Linked DNA regions of Mus musculus: region 2 is linked to region 1. Evidence: chromatin contacts called from public Micro-C data. All regions are on one chromosome and are shown on one strand. Each heading gives the region's core, a stretch centred on a gene start, on an enhancer-like site or on the middle of the called end of the contact. The rest is flanking DNA. Distances are from core to core; before and after follow the strand shown.

Region 1 (4,316 bases), core at 461-2,960:
AGCTGGAAAGCCAATCCATCCTATCCCTCAGTGGATTTTAGTTTAAGCTGGTAATAAGACAAAATAAAATTCAAGAGGAGGCTTTTTTTAGGATAATAATAAATTGCATGAGATAATGTATACATGTATACATTATATATGTGTTGTGTCATATTACCTTACTATTGTCAAGCTGAAAATACTGTTATGTCTGTACAATGAGACGTCTTTTGGGGAGGCTCGTTTTTCTCTTTTTTTTATGCTCTGAACTAGTAGCTTGGCTCAAAAACAATTATGTGGAAACTTTAAGGGAAAGTTTTTTAAGGAGTGAAAATTTTGTTATGGACTAAAGTTTGTTTTCTTTTATTTGAGTCAGGGTCTTTCTATTTCTGGCTGGCCTAGAATTTACTCTGTAGACCAGACTGGCTTGGAACTCTCAGAGATCTTCCTGCCTCTGTCTCCCGAGTGCTAGAATCAAAGGCATGTCCTCTGGCCCTAATCTCGCTTTGTTTATGAGCTGTTCTGTAAATTGTTTAGATTCACTGACCAGTAGTCACTTAAGACCTCCCCAATGTGGACTGCATTCGAATCACTAGTGCAGCTGTTAACTTGTGCACCTGTGATCTGGTATGATTAAAAGCCATTTCTTCTCTGTCCTTACAGAAGACACTGTTAATACAGTTGTCTTCAAAATACAAAAGAGAAAGGAATTTCTAGGATTGGAGAGGAACTCTTGTTCTTGCAGAGGTCTAGGTTCTGTTCCCAACACCCACAGGGCAGCTAGCTCACAATTATCTGAAACTCAAATTCCAAGGGATCCAAAAGCCTACACTGACCAACTTGGCCACCAAGCATGCATATGGTATACAGACATGCATGCAGATGAAACACCCAGCACTTAAATAAATCTAAGAAACATTTTTCTTTTAAAAAGGAACTCCTTTGGTTGGTAACTTTGCCCTTTTAATCATTTAAACCAATTCTGCAAAAATTTATTAGAAGTCTATTATACACACACACAGTAGGTTCCTGTGAACTATATCAGTACGTCTTATAGGAAGAGAGTATTTATAAATCTCAGATTGTATACATTTCAGTATATATTTAAATTATACCAAACCTTAAGTATATACCAGGTTTTCAATACATATTTTTACTATATGTGCCTTTATTGGGGAGGTCTGTAGTTTTCACAAGATTTCTAAAAGAGTGTAAGTAGGTTTGGTGATGGTGGCGCACGCCTTTAACCCCAGCACTCTGAAGCAGAGACAGGCAGATCTCTGAGTTTGAGGCTAGCCTGGTCTACAGACCAAGTTCCAGGACAGGCAGGGCTACACAGAGAAACCCCATCTTGAAAAACAAAACCAAAAATAACAACAAAAAGTGTATACAAAAAGCAAGAGTTTTACTTTAGTATTTAGTACACTATGGGTTTTACACATGGGTGTTGTGGTTTTATCACTTAAATTAGTAATTCTGGGATGGAAAGATGGTTCACTTGCTAAATGCACATCTAGGCAGAGGCAGGTTACACTCTGAGTTTGAGGGCAGTCTGGTCTATATAGTGAATTCAAAGCCAGGCAGGACTACATGGTGAGACCCTGTCTCAAAAAAAGGAGTGGAAGGAAGAAGAAAGAGTGGGCTAGAGATGAGCAGTAGTGAGTCTTGTCAGAATCTGGAGGGAGAATCAGAAAACAATATTCACACAAAGTATTACGGTTATGCTCTGAGTAGATAAGTATGTTGCTATCTATTACAGGCAGATTCTGTAAGAAGGAATAGAGTCTGGTAATAGCATGTGGATAAATTAGCGGCAAATATGGTAGAACATTTTATGAGGGCTCTAGATGTTCCTGCACAGCATATATTCAGTACTTTTTAAATGGCTTTAAATGTGGCAGAATCCTAGAGTAATCCAACAAAGCTTTCTAACAGTCCTGTTTTCATTTAGTGGCCTCATCTCATCTTTAGTTCCCAAACAATAAAAGATCCTCTAGCCCTAATGAGTCCCGTTAGTGTGGTCTGATAATCAGTAATATAAATATTACTTTCCATGAGGTTGAGTATTACTGAATTGATCTGTATGAAAGTGTTTTAAAATAATCATGTTCAACTGCTGGCAGAGAAATATATTCAAACACGCACGCACACACACACACACACACACACACACACACACACATATATATGCATACACATACACACATACATATAGATGGAGGAGGGCTGAGAAGAGAAGAGGCTAACTCTCCCTGGCATGGGCACACTATCTTCTCAGTCCCCTTATTTATTATTTTTTAAATAGCTTTTTTTCCTTATAAAATTAGTAAAAACTTAAAATCTGTCTCACACAAAGGAGTGTGAGGAAGAGAAGGATGAATGGGCTAGGAAGAAGTTAGTATATATTGAATTATTTTAAACTAGGTTTAGGAGATGAGCAAGTTATTGGTGAAGAAAAGGGGTATATAGAAGTGTAGAAAAGCCGGGCAGTGGTGGTGCACACCTTTAATCCCAGCACCTGGGAGGCAGAGGCAGGCAGATTTCTGAGTTCGAGGCCAGCCTGGTCTACAGAGTGAGTTCCAGGACAGCTGGGGCTATACAGAGAAACCCTGTCTCAAAAATCCAAAAAAAAAAAAAAAAGAAGTGTAGAAGATTGGATTCATGTAGGGATTAAGAGTAAATATATATTAGAAGCCTACAGTGAGAAACTTTATGTAGCACACTGGATTTACTGTTTTATCACTTAAATTAGTGAAATTGGGCTGTAAAAATGGCTCACTTGATAAGAACACTTGCCTCTCTCATAGAGAGCCAGGCTTGGTTCCCAGCACTTGCATCTGGACTCTGATAACTACCTTCAAGGGATCTGTCCCGCCCCAGCCTCAGCAGCTGTCTGCACACATACGTAAGGCACAGAAAGAGATAGAGAGAGAGATAAGAGTGACCTGAGCAGGTGGGATGCCTCATCAGTTAGCAAACTTGCTGCTGAGCCCAGTGACCTGAGTAAGTTCCCTTGGGCCCACATGGTAGGAGAGAAGTTATCTTTGACCTCCTTCCCGCGCGCACATGCCCACCTGCTACACACACATGCACATACCAAAGTAAATAAATAAATGAAGAAATAATACAAACAAATTCCGAGTACTAACTTGAATATTATGTTCAAGACGGTGCCAGAGTCACTGTGTGTATATTTATGTGCTTCTCTACTTACAGGCTGCTATATGGCAAGCGCTAAACCACTATGCTTACCGAGATGCAGTTTTCCTCGCAGAACGACTATATGCAGAAGGTTTGTGATCTATTCATTTGTATAGAACCAGAAATGAATAAAATAGATGGAATTCCATCACTTTGTGACTAGCAAGGTTCTTTCTTCATTCTTTGTCTTTAACTTTTTTCTTATTTTTAATTATGTGTATATATATGTGTGTATGGATACTTCTTAAAAATAGTGTCCTCAAAGACCAAAGGCATCAAATCCCCTAGAGTTAAAAGAGTTGTGAGCCTCCCAAATGTGTTTGAAATCTCAACTCCATGTTCTTAATTGCTCAGCTATCCCTCCAACTCCTCTGTGTGTGTGTGTGTGTGTGTGTGTGTGTGTGTTTGTGTGTGTTTGTGTGTGTGTGTGTGTGTGTGTGTGTGTATCTGTGTGTGTGTGTGAGTGTGCGCGCACGTGTGCCTGGGTGCGCCCACTCCTGTGGTGTTTGAGTATGGCAGAAAACAGGGCAACCTTGGTGGGTATTTTTCCTCTGGCACCTTTTACTTGTCTTTTTGAGATGATTTGTCAGTAGCCTGAAACCTGTCAAGTAGGTTAGGCTGTCTTGCTACTGAGCCGCAGAATTCTCCCTCCACCTCGTCAGTACTGGAATTATAAGCATGTGCCAGCTTTTTCATAGGGTCCTAAGAAGCAAGAACATTTTACTGACTTCTCAGCTATTTTGTTTTTGTTTTGACACAAGTTTTCTGTATCTCATACTGGCCTTAAACTCTCAACTGTCCTTCCGCTGTCTCCCAAGTTCTGGGATGAGGGACAAGAGACACCATGCCTGTCTTGTTTTTTTTTCCTCCAGAAAATATTTTTACTGTTTTTTTTCTTTATTATTATACATAAGTACACTGTAGCTGTCTTCAGACACACCAGAAAAGGGCATCAGATTCCATGTTGTGAGCCACCATGTGGTTGCTGGGATTTGAACTCAGGACCTTCAGAAGAGCAGTCAGTGCTCTTACCGGCTGAGCCATCTCGCCAGCCCCTGTTTGTTTGTTTTAATGAGCTGGACATGTGCTATGACCTGTGTGGATGTCAGAAAATAACTTGAGTTGTTTCTTTTCTT
Region 2 (4,316 bases), core at 484-2,983, 140 kb before region 1:
ATCATCATTTTTACATGATGTCTATGCATGTGTGTGACTGTTACATGCTATGGCTCTATAAGAACTGAGAAGAAAGGCTACCATCACTGAACAGAGATTAACAAGAAGATTTACAAGATTGGTCAAGGCTACCTCATCAAGGATGGTCAACTCATCAAGAACAATGCATTTACTGACTATGACCTGTCTGACAAGAGCATTGACCCACTGGGTGGCTTTGGCCATTATGAGAAGATGACCAATGACTTCATCATGCTCAAAGGCCATGTGGTGGGGACCAAGAAGTAAGTGCTTATTCTTCAGAAGTCCTTTCCGGTCCAGACCAAACATAGGCTCTGGAGAAGACTGATCTGAAGTTCACTGACACCACCTCTAAGTTTGGCCATGGTCGTTTCCAGACCATGGAGGAGAAGAAAGCATTTATGGAATCACTCAAGAAAGATGGCATAGGATGCCAAGGAGGAAGGTGCTTGATGCCAGGATCACTCTGCGCAGCTGGTGGGGTCTCATCAATAAAATGTTTCCAGTAGCCGGACAGTGGTGGTGCATGCCTTTAATCCCAGCACTTGGGAGGCAGAGGCAGGCAGATTTCTAAGTTCGAGGCCAGCCTGGTCTACAGAGTGAGTTCCAGGACAGCCAGGGCAATACAGAGAAACCCTGTCTTTATCCTTTACAGGGATAAAATCAGTGGCTCCAGGCTCTAAGTGCTATGGCCACATTGACTAACTTATGGCCAAATCACTCTGCCATCAATCACTTGCTTGCAGCCAATGTTGTTACCCTACTCTGACTCGTGGGTCCCAAAAGGACTCTTCTAAGTATATAGTACCCACCAGATAATCCAGGATAATCTGAGCTCAAGATCCTTAATTATATTGAAGCCCTTTATTTCATGTATGGTAGCATAGTCCAAGGTTCCACTTTTAGGATGTGGATATCTTTGGGGGAAATAGGGGCCACAGCTCTGCCTATAAAAAATGGAACCTGCTCAAAAGGTGGCGATTGAACCATCCTCAGTAGAACATTGGTTGGTTCAGTGAGCTACATACATGACTAGAACACAGCTTACAATGTGACATCATAAAACTAACTCATAAAAATCATGGGACTTCTTCCCTATACTCTGTTACTTACTCTGAGAAAAGCCAACACTCAGGCAGTCCAGCCAGCACGGACTCCATGTCTCCTGCCAACAGCCCTGTGAGAATGCCCTCTTGGAAAAAAAAATGGTCTCACAGTTCTTAGGAGCCTTCAGTTGACTGGAGTCATGGCCAGTACTTCGGATTCAATCTCATGAGACTCTGAGCCTAAACCTCTAAATGAAAGCCATTCCGAATTCCTGACTCCAGAGGCTGGGCAGTATTTTTGAGTTGCTAAATTGTGACATAACTTGTTCTGTATGAGTAGGCAATTGGACACAGTCCCCTAGGTCACTTCCTGGTCCATCGTGGCTGCTTTGCTTCTGATTCCTACAGAAAAGGAAGGGATGGAAGACCATGCATCATCTCTCCTTAAGTGATGCCACTGGAAGTCGTGGACCTCCTTCATTTGCATCTCATGATCTAGATGGGCATGGCACATCCGGCTGTAAGAAGATTAAGGAGAAATGTGCTGGGCTGCATTAGCAGTCTGCCTCGATAATGATTACAATTATCAGAAAAAACTAAGTCCAGCCCACACCCACCAACATTTTTCCCGTTTCTTAACTAGTAACTTCCACTGGCCACCAAAGTGACATTTACACATGGGTCACTGACCCCTCCAAATTTTGCCAAGTATGTATTAGTCACCAGAAAGCCCAGCTAAATACATTTTGTAAAACAGTTAATTGTGGAACTTTTTCCTTAAAGTTCTTTTCAGAGAAGCCAAGGATGTAGCTCCATTTATAGGGTTTTCTTACAATCTACAAGAACCCTGGGTTCAAATCCCAGCACTCCAGTTGAAGGCTGAAGGATCAGAAGTGCAAGGCCATCCTAGGTTACATAGTGAGTTCAAGGCCAGAGTGGGCTACATGAAACTCTCAAAAGAAAAGAAAAGAAAGAAAGAAAGAAAGAAAGAAAGAAAGAAAGAAAGAAAGAAAGAAAGACAGACAGACAGACAAACCATGTGGCTGAACACATGCTGGATCAAGAACAGAGCATGTGTTCACTGGCTAACTGCCTCTTCCTCCTCCTCCTCCCCCTCCCCCTCCTCCTCCTCCTCCTCCTCCTCCTCTCCCTCCTCTTCTTCCCCTCAATTTCTTTCAAAGTGGGTCTTTCCCCTGTTTGCTGGGATGCTTCATTTTTGTTGTTAATTTGTCTGGCTCTGAATTCAATATGCTTTTGGGTGGGTCTATAAGCCTGCTTCCTAGAAGGATTAACAAGGGGGAAGCTGCCCCTAGAGTGAGCAGCATTTCCTTGGTTGCCCAGATATGAGGTCTTAGGAGAGAGAGCTGTATCCGTTTGCTCACTAACCCTTGCTGGTTAGTGCATCCACTGGCTTGCAGCTGCTGCTGCTGCTGCCTGTCTGTCCCTCACTGACATGAGAACCCAGCCTCTTCAGCCTTCCAGTGTGGGCTGAAGACCAGTGTCACTCCAGGCCCTCAGCACCGGGTTTCAATAGTGCTGCTGAGGCATCCATACCCAGCATGTACTGTGTGTGCCAGCCTAATAAATCTCCTTTGTGATATATATTCATTCTATTTGTTCTCTTCCTCTAGATAATGCTTCACATACCAATCACCTCGAGATCTGGATGATAAAGATCTGATCACACTCACCAAGTTTCATATAAAAATGAAGGCTTTGTTGTGAATAGGACTGCATGCTACATCCTGACATGCACACACAGACACAAAAATGATGCTCACGTATTACCCATCCCAATCTAAGACCAAGTCTAAAGGTGATAAATTGTTTATCACATGGAGGACATTTCAAGGCAGTAAAACACACAGATGGAGCCATAGATATCACCGGCTCCTCTGAACCAAGTTTTGTGAAGCAAGAGTAGGGCAGAGATATAAACTTTTTTATTAGATATTTTATTTATTTACATTTCAAATGTTATCCTCTTTCCTAGTTTTCCCTCCAAAAATCCCCTCCTCCCTCCCCCTGCTCCCCAACCCACCCACTCCTGCTTCCTGGCCCTGGCATTCCCCTATACTGGGGCATAGAACCTTTAGAGGACCAAGGGCCTCTCCTCCCATTGATGACTGACTAGGCCATCCTCTGCTACATATGTAGTTAGAGACATGAGTCCCTCCATGTGTTTTCTTTGACTGGTGGTTTAGTCCCAGGGAGCTCTGGGGTTATTGGTTAGTTCATATTGTTGATCCTCTTATGGGGCTGCAAACCCCTTCAGCTCCTTGGGTACTTTCTCTAGCTCCTTCATTGGGGACCTTATGCTCCGTCCAATGGATGACTGTGAGCATCCACTTCTATATTTGCCAGGCACTGGCAGAGCCTCTCAGGATACAGCTGTATCAGGCTCCTGTCAGCAAAATCTTGTTGGCATCAGCACTAGTGTCTGGATTTGGTAGTTGTTTATGGGATGGACCACCAGGTGGGACAGTCTCTGGATGATCCTTCCTTCAGTCTCTGCTCTGAACTTTGTCTCTGTAATTCCTTCCATGGGTATTTTGTTCCCCCTTCTAAGAAGGATCAAAGTATCCACAAGATATAAACTTATTTAAAAGACTTTGAGAAGAGAGACCCAAATTACTCTGTTGCACAGGACTTTGTAGGGAAGTTTCTCCATACTCAGCCATCCTGCACACTCAGAAGCACTGGCATTCTCCATTTTGTGCTGGATTTTGGGGTATGTAGAGTGCAAACATCAGGAAGTCAAGAAGGCTTCCGTCAGATTTCAAGGGAAGGTCCAAGGAGGTCAGGAGATGTATGGCAGCATCAGAACCACTGTGAACATCCTCTGGAGAGAGTAATGCATACGCTTTATTTAAAGAGAGAGAGAGGAGGAGAGAGACAGAGAGAGGGGGAGGGAAGGGAGGGGGGGACAGCGAGAGAGAGCGAAAGAGAGGGAGAGAGAGAGAGAGAGGGAGGGAAGGAGGAAGAGGAAGAGGAAGAGGAAGAGGAAGAGGAAGAAGAAGAAGAAGAAGAAGAAGAAGAAGAAGAAGAAGAAGAAGAAGAAGAAGAAGAAGAAGAAGAAGAAGAAGAAGAAGAAGAAGAAGAAGAAGAAGAAGAAGGAAGAAGAAGAAGAAGAGAGAAGAAGAAGCCGCCAAAAGCATAGGCTTTTCTGAAGAAAGCTGTAGGCAGTTGCGGGGGAAGTGGGTGTGGCCACATGGGCCAAGATGGCGCCCTGGCCCATTGCCAGGCCCA

Evidence for each region. A called contact is a pair of places that touch in the nucleus more often than the background predicts.
Region 2: a Micro-C map of the G1E-ER4 cell line shows a contact between it and region 1, with 2.0 times the contacts expected there. The contact joins two enhancer-like sites. A contact is called at or near these places in 1 of 39 promoter capture datasets (pre-B cells), 2 of 484 Hi-C or Micro-C datasets (the G1E-ER4 cell line and group 2 innate lymphoid cells), 2 of 115 datasets of contacts at active chromatin or transcription factors (bone marrow-derived macrophages and effector CD8 T cells) and 2 of 9 other capture datasets (adipose tissue and liver).

Annotation. Positions count from the first base shown.
Region 1 is chr11:104,535,550-104,539,865 of GRCm38.p6, reverse strand. It overlaps Cdc27 (cell division cycle 27), which reads left to right. Exons shown (of 19, transcript NM_145436.2): 2 at 3,196-3,271. Among named protein-coding and RNA genes, the nearest start is that of Cdc27, 13 kb to the left of the region's middle. Within about 2 kb of position 1,710, at least 7 of the 459 cell types and tissues checked have an H3K27ac peak or open chromatin away from gene starts, as enhancers often do. A contact at or near this core is called in the G1E-ER4 cell line, where this site is marked.
Region 2 is chr11:104,675,263-104,679,578 of GRCm38.p6, reverse strand. It overlaps the pseudogene Gm11662. Among named protein-coding and RNA genes, the nearest start is that of Efcab13, 13 kb to the left of the region's middle. Within about 2 kb of position 1,733, at least 7 of the 459 cell types and tissues checked have an H3K27ac peak or open chromatin away from gene starts, as enhancers often do. A contact at or near this core is called in the G1E-ER4 cell line, where this site is marked.